4 separate regions of the Mus musculus genome follow, and regions 2, 3 and 4 are each linked to region 1. Evidence: chromatin contacts called from public HiCAR-type and promoter capture Hi-C data. All regions are on one chromosome and are shown on one strand. The core of a region is the stretch at or near the end of the contact, and the rest is flanking DNA. Distances in the headings are between cores, read along the strand shown.

What was found. Promoter capture Hi-C pulls out the DNA fragments that hold promoters and counts their contacts. HiCAR-type assays count read pairs that join an accessible place to other places.
Region 2: a HiCAR-type map of astrocytes shows a contact between it and region 1, with 3 times the contacts expected there. The contact joins the promoter of Nceh1 here to the promoter of A830092H15Rik in region 1. A contact is called at or near these places in 1 of 39 promoter capture datasets (hippocampal neurons) and 1 of 115 datasets of contacts at active chromatin or transcription factors (astrocytes).
Region 3: a contact with region 1 is called in a promoter capture Hi-C map of hippocampal neurons, with 6 times the contacts expected there. The contact joins the promoter of 1700125G22Rik here to the promoter of A830092H15Rik in region 1. A contact is called at or near these places in 3 of 39 promoter capture datasets (cranial neural crest, embryonic stem cells and hippocampal neurons) and 1 of 115 datasets of contacts at active chromatin or transcription factors (astrocytes).
Region 4: a promoter capture Hi-C map of hippocampal neurons shows a contact between it and region 1, with 4 times the contacts expected there. The contact joins the enhancer-like site here to the promoter of A830092H15Rik in region 1. A contact is called at or near these places in 3 of 39 promoter capture datasets (embryonic stem cells, hippocampal neurons and stem cell-derived epiblast-like cells), 1 of 484 Hi-C or Micro-C datasets (the G1E-ER4 cell line), 1 of 115 datasets of contacts at active chromatin or transcription factors (neural progenitor cells) and 1 of 9 other capture datasets (adipose tissue).

The regions. Positions count from the first base shown.
Region 1 is chr3:26,330,641-26,333,233 of GRCm38.p6, forward strand. It overlaps A830092H15Rik (a long non-coding RNA gene), which reads left to right and starts at 1,313. Exons shown (of 2, transcript XR_389623.4): 1 at 1,313-1,443; 2 at 2,222-2,593. It also overlaps a transcript of Nlgn1 not described here.
Region 2 is chr3:27,181,695-27,184,287 of GRCm38.p6, forward strand. It overlaps Nceh1 (neutral cholesterol ester hydrolase 1), which reads left to right and starts at 1,310. Exons shown (of 5, transcript NM_178772.3): 1 at 1,310-1,521. The coding sequence starts at 1,384.
Region 3 is chr3:27,152,745-27,155,337 of GRCm38.p6, forward strand. 1700125G22Rik (RIKEN cDNA 1700125G22 gene) reads left to right here and starts at 1,282. Exons shown (of 3, transcript NR_040548.1): 1 at 1,282-1,566; 2 at 1,996-2,187. Ect2 (ect2 oncogene) reads right to left here and starts at 1,134. Exons shown (of 24, transcript NM_001177626.1): 1 at 959-1,134.
Region 4 is chr3:25,772,848-25,775,440 of GRCm38.p6, forward strand. All of the region lies in intron 3 of Nlgn1 (neuroligin 1), which reads right to left. Among named protein-coding and RNA genes, the nearest start is that of Nlgn1, 380 kb to the right of the region's middle. Within about 2 kb of position 1,309, at least 32 of the 459 cell types and tissues checked have an H3K27ac peak or open chromatin away from gene starts, as enhancers often do. A contact at or near this core is called in hippocampal neurons and neural progenitor cells, where this site is marked.

The DNA.
Region 1 (2,593 bases), core at 63-2,562:
ACACACAGTGAAAGAGAGAGGGTTAACTATCTAAATTCACATTTCCCCAGCCCTATGTCTACCACTAAGGCCCTAGAAATGGAAGGAAAAAGAGAGAGAGAGAGAGAGAGAGAGAGAGAGAGAGAGAGAGAGAGAGAGAGAGAGAGAGAGAGAGAGAGAGAGAGAGAGAGAGAGAAAGAGAAAACAGTGGTACAGGCCAGAGCTCATTAGAATAATCACAAATGAATCAAATATGGGACATATTTCCCTCATTCCAATAACAGCCTAACTGCTTCCTCCGGAATAAATTATTCCTCGTTCAAAAACCTCATCCTAAATAATTTAAAATTTACTGCAGGTTGCTTTAATATTATGTCTACTCACAAGGCATTGTGCTGAGGCTGGCAGGAGTCAGTGGCGAACCGTTTAAACCTTGGGGTGGACTACCCTCTCTTCCCAGGAGAGTTTATTGCCCAACAATGCATAATCTATTAGTCGCTCCTCGCGGGGGATCCAGAAAGTGACATCTTGACTTGAACCAGCACGCAGATCGGAAAGCCACTTCAAAGGAAACCTTGTAGAGAAGAAGAGCAACTTTCTAATTCCTGTCAAACTAAGAGGCGGAACCAAGCCCAGAAGTAGCCTCAAGGCCTGGAGAGAGCAGAGCAGAGAGCCGACTCCACACTCCAGCCAAGGCTCAAGAAAGGCTTTGCTTCTGGAGGCGGCATTGTTCCTCCATCCGCTCAGCCTCCGCGTCTCCCCTCCGCGGACTCTCAGAATCACTGCCTTTCTCGGGTACCTCTCCGCCGACCTCCGGGATCTGGGTGCCTGGGTCCCAAGGCGCACCCAAGCAGGCTCACTGCAGAGGCTGGGGCGCCGCTCGGAAGACTAGGAGCCTCCGCACGAGTCCGCCCCGACCAGGGCAGCGCGCAGCGCACACTCAGTGTCTCACTCCTCTCGGCTTCCCTGGCTCCCACGGACTCGGTTGGCCTCTCACCACCCACTCGGGTTCGCCTTTCCTGCCTTGGCTTCCCACACCAGCTCCGCACCGCCGCCACAGCCGCGTCCCGACGCTCCGAACCCTAGCAGGCCGGGATGAAGGGATGCCAGGGTCAGGGATGCACCCGAAGGAGAAGAGAGGCTAAGGCGAGCCGGGGCAGGTGGGGAGTCGCGGGCTGCGGGAGAGGGCGTGTGCGAGCGAGCCCCCCGAGAAAGATGCATGTACTCGGCCACCCCGCTGGAAGAAGGACCGAGGGGGCAGGATGCAACGTGGAGAACGCCCACCGCGAGGGTGCGCAAAACCGGCGATTTGCAAAGTGCCAGGGCCAGACAGGCAGAGGGGGAGGAAGGAGGCTGGCTGAAGACCAGGAACAGAGAGAAGAGCCCACTTCTCCATCAAAAGGTCTGTTCGGTTAACGCATCCCCAGAGCAGGAGTTAATCGAGGACTGGATGCAGTGTAAAAGGTGGGTTTTAAAAAACTCGCTGGCCGCGTAGGTCTTCTTATGCTAGACTTAGCTCCCTCTCTCTCAACTCTGGGGATTTGCCCTCCCTGTGACACAACTGGAATTTACAGGAGCTGAAGCCCACTGTCCTCCTTGCTGTTTATCTGCATTTTGGAGATTCTATGAAACCTAGTATTGAAGAAACCACCCAGCTCATTAAAGTTCATTAATTTTTATTGTTTTTATTTTCATCAGAAGATAGTAGTGGAGACTTAACACCAAGATGTGTTTAAAACATTGATCTGATCGACATAGCATTTTGTTGTAGTTGTTGTTGTTGTTGTTTTTGTTACTGTTGTTGTATAAAGGACAAAATGTATTTTAAACCGCTAAAAGACAGAGGCAGGTACTGGGAAACTCAATCAAGTGGGGGAATACAAGACACATTTAAACTGTAATGGACTATCACATCTTTAACACAGTCACCCTCCCCAGCACCCGATCCCTCCTCCTGGGCCCCGGGGATTTTGGAAAAGGGTGGAGCAAGGTAGAGAACAGGGATGGGGTAGGGTTGGTGGAAAAGGTGAGGGCAGGTAGAAGCCAGCAGGAAGTTATCAGCAGTCCCTAGGACTGAGGTAAATGCCATGCCTAGTAGACTCAAGAGGCCCCCTTACCTTCTCTCTAAGCCCCCGTTGTACCTGCTCTGCAACCAGAAATACTTCTTGGTGCCTAGCGTTCAGCCTAAGGATGGCAGAACGTTAAACAGTTCTTCACTCTCCCTCCCCTTGTTCCAAACCAGGATCAAAAGAATGTGAATAATGGTCTCTGTGCTCATCAGCTCTGGAACATTTCGCTGTGTTGAGGAGAAGAAGATGAAAACCAAGCTTTGAGACGCACGTAAATGTATCATAAGCTACCCGACCGATATATAAACATATATAGGTTCTTTGCATGTAAATCCAAAAGAAGAGCACCCCAGAAGCCTCTGGAGGAGGGAGGGGGCTGGAGCAGCAAAACTTGGCAGAGCAAATGTATCCAAGGATTTCGTGCCAGAATTCCTGAGAAGCTTTGGAGGAAGAGGAAGAAAAAGAAAAATATGAAATTATCCCTAAACACACACTTGAAACTGGAGACGCCTAAAGGAGAGTAGAAACGGAGAAGATGAGGTTTT
Region 2 (2,593 bases), core at 60-2,559, 850 kb after region 1:
GTAGTTTCTTAAAACAACAGCAGCCACTTGGCGGTGGAGAAATGGCTTGGTAGCTAAGTGTTCACTTTTCAAAGGTTTTGCGAAGGACCAGAGTCCAGTTCCCTGCGCCCATGTCAGGCCGCTCAGGATCCAGGGAATCCCGTGCTCTCTTCTGGCATCCACAAACACTTGCTCTCCTGTGCACATTTCCACACAGAGATACACACATCACATAATTAAAAACAAACAGTTTACGATAAGATCTTTGCTTTACTGATTATATATGGTGCTGAGAAGTAACCCCAGGGCTTTGTGTGTGTGGGGGGGGAGAAGCACTCTGTCATTGAACTGAATTCCCAGACCTTTTTTCTATTATTTTTTTTTTCCAGCAAGGTTTCATATAACCCAGGTTGGCTTCAAAATCCTGGTCCTCCTGTTTCCACCTTCCCAATTCTGAGATTACAGGTGCTATCACCAGGCCCAGCTGAGGGCATTTGGAAGCCAACACTGGCCTTATTGCATGAGCTATGAGAAATCAGGTATTAGTTCTCTCTCTCTCTCTCTCTCTCTCTCTCTCTCTCTCTCTCTGTGTGTGTGTGTGTGTGTGTGTATGTGTATCTGTGTGTTTGTTGTGCAATGCCCCCCATATAGCCATGGGTGGCTTAGAACTCACAATGTGAACCAGGCTGTGTGCACCACCATGCCAGAAACTCTCTTTTTAAACCGCTTACTGACTTTATCAAGTGTTTCTCTCGAGAGGAGTTTTGGTATCTTTTGCAGTAGTCTCTTTGTTTTGATCAGATGCTTTATATTCTTTGAAAGTTGCACAGTGCAACTATCTGAGTTTTCTATTTGCTTGTTTGTCTGATACTTTGGTTTTCTTGAGGCAGGGTTTCTCATCTAGCCCAGTATGGACTCAAACTTGTTATGCAGTCCAAGATGACCTTGGCCTTCATCCTGTCTCCTCCTTTCAAGACCAAGGATAACAGTTAAGTGTGCCAAACCCAACGGATTTATTGTTTGTTTGTTACTGTTAGTTTTTCTTCTGATACTATTTCTGGTAGCTCAGGCTGACCCGGAACCCCTTTTGCCACACCTTCAGAGGCAGCTTGGCATCGCAGGCAGTCATACTCACAGTGTCCGCCAGGGGTTGCTGGTTGCTGTGTGTCCTCCGGGCTGCACCACCCTGCTTCCTGCAACCTGGCGAGCCCGCAGCTATTCGCAAGGACACCGCGGAGGGGGCACATCCGCGCTCCCACTTCCTCCCGACGCAGCCTGTGATTGGCTCGCAGCCTGAGGAGGAACACGTGAAACAGCAGCTGCGGCTGGCAGAAACTTGCTGGTCTTCTCCGGGTAGCATCGCACCGTACCGCGGTCAGCTCCGGACAGCCCGGCCTGGGGACAATGAGGTCGTCATGCGTCCTACTGGCCGCTCTGCTGGCTCTGGCTGCCTACTACGTGTACATCCCACTGCCCAGCGCGGTGTCCGACCCCTGGAAACTGATGCTGCTGGACGCCACTTTCCGCGGCGCGCAGCAAGTGGTGAGCAGAGCGAAAGGGGATGCCCCGTCTCGTCCTTGCTCCTCTAAACGAAACCCCCATCGCTTATCCCGGTTGCCCATGGGCCCTTTGAGGATGTCACATTTGCATCCTTGTCCTGCAATAGGGATATCCCGTGTTTCCGTGAACGCGCATCTGCCTCTCCCTGCTTCTTCTGATCTCTGGGGTCTGAGGGTGTCGTGTTTGCATCCGTGTAATGCAGTGGGGGCACCCGGTGTCACCCATGTTTTCTCAGAGTGCACGATTCCCCAGGACCCCTAGCCCGGGCACCGAGGATGTCCTGTTCGCATCCTTGAAGTCCACAGGCAGATAGGAGTGGAAACAGGTGAAGTTCTCCTCGCCTGGCGTCTCTGACAGCTGTTTAACCTTTCCTAGGACCTAATTAGCTCCCCTGCTTTCTTGGTTCGCTGTGTCTTGAGCCAGAGCCTTTGGTAATTTATAAACCACCTCGCCCCCACCTCTGTTGTCCCACTGGCTTGCAAAGGAGGAGTTAATTTTTTTTTTTTTTGCTAAGGGGATTGTGATTCACCGGTGAGCAGAAGCGGGCACAGGCAGTCTCCTAACGTCCCCAGGCCTTAGCGCTCCTTCTGGGGATCGCAGGCTAGGAGGAACCGCTCTGACCTTCGGTTCTCTCCCTGGCATTTCTCAGCTCAGCGGAAGAAAAGAAGGCCGGGAGACTAGCAATCCCGGAGGGCTGTAACGGTCCCTGTTTGAAGGCTGTTTTCTTGTGGCATTTGTTTTGCGTCCTTCGATGTCTGGGAGATAACCTTGGCCTGAGCCGGAGCGGTGTGGCCTTCTTTTAACCTGCAGGGTGGCATTTCTCTGCACTGTATCCTGCTCCTGCACATTGCTCCCCCGTGGGGAGGACAGTGTCATTGGTTTATTCCATGATAGGAGGATTGCTTTTAGTATCAGAAGCGCAGTCTGCAGCTAAGGCTGAACGCCATGACTGCATCGTATTTTTGAGTAGTCAGAGATATGCAGGTTCCCAGCGCTTCTCCACAATCAAGCCACCCTCCACCTCTGCCCAACACTGAGCCTTAATACTGTTTGT
Region 3 (2,593 bases), core at 32-2,531, 820 kb after region 1:
ACACAACGGAATCGTGATCATAAAAACAATCTATCTTTGACTCGGGATGTGACTCAGCTGCAGTCAGTGTGCATGAAGTCATCCGCGGGCACCTCAGAAACCAGGTAAGGTGAAAGTACACCTGTAATCCGAGCACCCAGAAGAGGGGGTAGAGGCAGACAGAGTTCCTTGTCACCCTAGGCTCCACAATTCAAGTCTATGCTGGGGTACCTGAGATCTTGTCTCACAAACACATGGATTCTTTTAAACAAATAGTCATTTCAGCTTTTCTTTTAAATAAACCTTTTTTTTTTCCATAAACACGTCACACCAGAGTAAGGAACCCAAACTACAATAGTGTATACGTTATTGATAACAGTGCAATTAGCGATTCTCATTTACTTAGAGCTCAATATTTTAGTCACTATCTTAAATCTTTCCCTTGCCACTTTTTAACGCTTGCAGCCATCCTAAAAGACAAATGTCACTGTCATATCCAGTTTGTGGCTAAGGAAGTTGCTCACACAGCGACTCCTAGCCGGGTCTAACTGAGGGAGCTAAGTTAACCGCTAACCACACACATCTGTGGCCAGGAAGGGGCGGGGCGGCCTGTGTTTTATATTTTTAAAAATTGAAAATCGGAATTCTACAGGAATTCCAGAGGGAAACCACAAAACAATCAAGGCAGCTCGGGGCTGCGGCGGGCGGGCGGGAGGCCAAAATCCCGGTCCCAACTGCGCCCTTCACCCTGAGGCGCCGGACAGAAGCAGAATAGATAGAGAGCCCAGCCTCCCGCAAGGAAGGGCCGGGACGAGAGCAGAGGGCAGGACAGGAGGCGGATGTGGGGAAGGAGGATGGAGGGGAGCGGGACAGACAGGTACGCAGCCGTGGGAGCTCACCGCGGCGGGGGCGCCGGCCTTGGTCGCCACGGCCCGTGCTCAGTTCCGGGTTCCCGAATCCCTTCCCGTCCCCCACTCACCCCGCAGTCCTCACCACGCTCAGAGATTTTAAAAAGGAACCACGACGGCGCAGTCCTCGCTTATCCTTCTCAAACACTAAGTCTCCCCCTCACAGGCGCCGCCATGGCTCGAGAGAGGCTGCCGCCTCCGATTCAAAAAAATCCAGTCGCTCTCTCTAAGAGCCATGCTGATTGGCGCGCTCTGTCAACCTCCTTTTGATAGGCTGGAACCTCGGGCGGACTGCCGATTGGTCAATCCCAACGTCTGCCTTCGGGAGGCGCCGGCTGATTGGTTGTGAGTGTGTTTCAAATCCGGTAAACGGCTGGAGCGTGCGAACGTCGGCGGAGTGCCCGGATGTGGGCTTGAGGAGGCGTGGCTCTGCAGCGCCTCTGGATGCAGCAGGTGTTTCTGTGGTTACCGCTTGTTTACTCCGTAAACAGCCCAGTTCCTGATGAACGGTCTCTCTGCCATCACCTCCAACTTCAAGAAAAAGTACCAAGCACCGCAAACCGATCCGCTCTTACTACTAACCAGATTTTATTTTTGAAGACAAGCTTGCATCTGAGTAATTAATATAAAAAAGTGTATAAGGAGATTTTAGAATCTCCTGAAGCAAAACTGCTTCTGGGTGGGTTGCTCCCTCCCCACCCCAACTCCCAGCTTAGGAATGTTAGTGACTGTGCTTGGAAGTCTAGAAAAGAAGGGATTGTTTTACCCCTGGGATCAGTATTGCTATTTTGAAATTTGTTTCTAGATGGAATGTTCTATAATACAGTCGCCTAGGCATACACTTCTAGCTGGGTGTGGTCTCAAAGCCTGTACTAAGGAGGACAAGACCAGCCTAGGCTATAGGAGACCAGGACTCAAAACAATTATTTTTCACTTTCAAAACCTTACCAAGTGTTTGGATCGGTTGCTAGGCCCCAAATCTCATTAAGAGGTTTTTAAAGCACTTTTGAAATTTAGATTGATAAATTTTATGTGTCTTTTTGCCTATACATATTATTTTTTCCTGAACGTATGTGCATTTGTGAGTGCCTGCTGTCCTTGGACATAGGAGGAGGCCAGATCCCCAGAGACTGGAATTACAGAGAATGATGAACCACCAGGTGGGTGCTGGAAATCAAACTCACGGCCTATGTGTGAGAAACAAACGCTTTAAACCACTGAGCCAACTCACTTTAAGCCCAAAATCTACTTTAAAACCAAAAGAACTTCTTGACAGCCTAAGCAGTTCGACAAGTCTACGGTGAGTTCATAGAATGAGTAAAACAATCTATAGTTTTGTCTGTCTGGTTGGTTGGTTTTTAGGGTTTTTTGCCTACCAGTATCTATGGCCTGCCAATCACTAGAATTCCGCACTAGCCTTTGGAGTGGAAGAAAGGAAAAATCGGCCTGGACCTTGCCCAGAGAAGTGTGCTTGCAATTTAAACTGGGGTGTGTCTGGCATTCCAAGCATTCTCCTCACTAAAGTAGAAGGCAGCCGCCTCCTTTGTGCCCTGCCCGAGGAGAGCTAGCTTCCCAGTCTGTTGGGTGAGAGTGTAGGATTGCAGTGCAGGAAGGCTAGCTTAGCCTCTTACAGCGAGGGCAGCCCTTTGGTGAGAAATGAACAAGAGATACTATCTTCACCTGCAGGTTGTTATTTACTCGGCAAA
Region 4 (2,593 bases), core at 59-2,558, 560 kb before region 1:
AAAAAGTTTCATTTTATAGGAAAGTGACAATTTAAGAATTTTATTCCACAAAAGTAAGGGTATGTATGTATATATATACACATACATAATCTATAAAGAAACTAACTAACTGTGTGTAGATACAAAAACATAAAGACGTGCACAACCTTATGCAAGCCTTGGACAAAACCTAAAGGAAAAGCAATAACATACTATGCATTAACAAGTGATTTCAGTTCACCAGGTAACCTTTTTTATTTTATTTATTTATTTATTTATTTATTTATTGGCTTTTCAAGACAGGATTTCTCTGTGGTGTAGCCATGGCTGTCCTAGAACTCACTCTGTAGATCAGGCTGGCCTCAAACTCAGAAATCTGTCTGCCTCTGCCTACCAAGTGCTAGGATTAAAGGAATGCACCACCACCGCCCAGCTACCAGGTAACTTTTTAATCATTTAATACGAGTTGAAGTATATGAATTAAATTATTAAGAACAGGAAATGTAAACATATCTTTTAAATAACAGAATTAAAAAAAGAAAAATATTAAATAGGATTTTCCCCGTTGTATCAAGGACAATCAGTGTACAGGTACGCATGGGTCCAAAAGCCAACCTCATCTCTAATGAAAGAGCAGCAGATAAGAATGCAGAAATATGAACTAAGCATCTGTGTGTGACACTAGGCAGAAACCATATTGTGTTTGACTCAAAGTGGTGGTGCTTAGGGTCACCCTGTCAGCTGGGAGATGCCTTCTTTAAGAAGCCCAGACTGCTTGCACAGGGTGACTGCAACCATCCTGGCCCCCTTTTCACAAATGCAACATAGAGGGTAGAGACTGACAGCTTGTTAAAAGCTAATTAGGATGAGTAGGACAGAGGCAAGCCTTGTGCAGGCAAGTAGGCACATTTTTGTCCTCAATTATGCTGAAGACTAAACTGCTTCTAAAAGCAAGTAGGAGAAAGAGTGCTTTTTATATACTGAACATCTCATGTTAATATTTGTTAAGAGTAGAAAATTTGCATTCAGAAAAAATAATGTATGTGTAAAATAAACAATGTTGCGCTGGCATTGAAAATATGTGCATATTTTTTACAGGGGAAAATGGCATTCCAGCTCATTAAATTATGTCAAGAATCATAGCTGAAACTCAACACAGACTGTCACCAAGCATCACACAAATAATATGGCATGGGTTGGCAGCTGAATACTACAGACTGTGCAAATAATGACAAGAAAAGCCTTTATTCCCGAACCACTTAGTGCAGATTCCAGCCAGCTCTGCACACTCTGGAGGCAAGAGCATTATGTACAGGGAAATTAGGTTTACACCCACATCAAGAAAATGCATTTGTTAGTAGAAGGTGTGGGAGGAAATGCCAGTCGCGGTACAGATGCAACCAAGGACACCAGGGAGCGCAGTTTCTGGTTCCTGTTCCCCACCTGTCCTCCAAAGGGAGCCCCAGACATGATGGAAAATACCTTCTTTTCTAAAAGTATTTCCAAAGGTTTGTGAAATCAAGCAGAAGAGGCATGGATTAGAGCCTTCTATCAGACTGTGTTATTGACTTTCAAATCAGGTCAAATGAGGCCCAGATTGGATGAAAGCAATCCAATCAAATTTCCATTTAATACCAGGTAAAGGGAGCTTAAGAACCTAAATTATTCAGAAAGTGGCCTCTGTCTCATTTCTCTACACCATCCAAGTTCGTCAGATATAAAGTTATCCAAAGTACTCCAGCTAGGGAGAACAAATAAAAATCTTTGATTAAAATAAAAACATTGCTTAAAGTTCGTCTCTTTATTATGAACCATTTATCCGCATAATCATTTCTGGACACTAACTCTACGTAACTCTTATGAATTGGCATAAACACATCTTCAAGGAGCTAATGGTTGAGCAAGGGCAAAAAGAAAGACATAAATATAAATCGTTCAAATACAGGTTTAAAATGAAGGGAGAAGATGTTACCCAATGTTAAATCGGTCACTAAAAACAGAGGAGGGTTCCACCTTTGCCAGCAGAATCTGATGCTGGAGACACTGACAGACTGAATCAGGAGTTCCCCTTTCCAGCTTAGCCTGCTACAGAGCCTCTATTCCGGATCATGGACGGACATGCTCAACTTCAGAGGCTGAGGAGTGTGAAGCCGATTCTCACAGCATCCCCACCATAGAGCCACGTTTCTATTCAGCAGCTGAGGTTACTACTGACTTCCTGGCAGCTGTATACAAACAGCTTCAGCCAGACGTCAAATGGCCATTCTCTGTGACATTGTGTTCCCCTCCATATGCTCATTCAGGATTCATTCGAAACTGAATCAATTTGGGAATATAATAAACTATGAAATGATATTTTAAATCTGCCCATTTCTAAAAAGGTAGTTTGATGTTTACCTCCTGGTTCCATTTTAACTCTCTGTGTATGGGGACAAAATTTCACTGGATATTGAAAATGAAGTTTCCAAACTACTAAACAATAAAATGTTTTTTTCTTTATTTTTCTTTGGTGCTTTCTCTAATGCTAGCTGGCACATGAGTGCATACGCCTGTCAAATATTCACTCATTATGTGCGTTCACTGTCACCTCACTTGGAAAACATAAGCAAACATA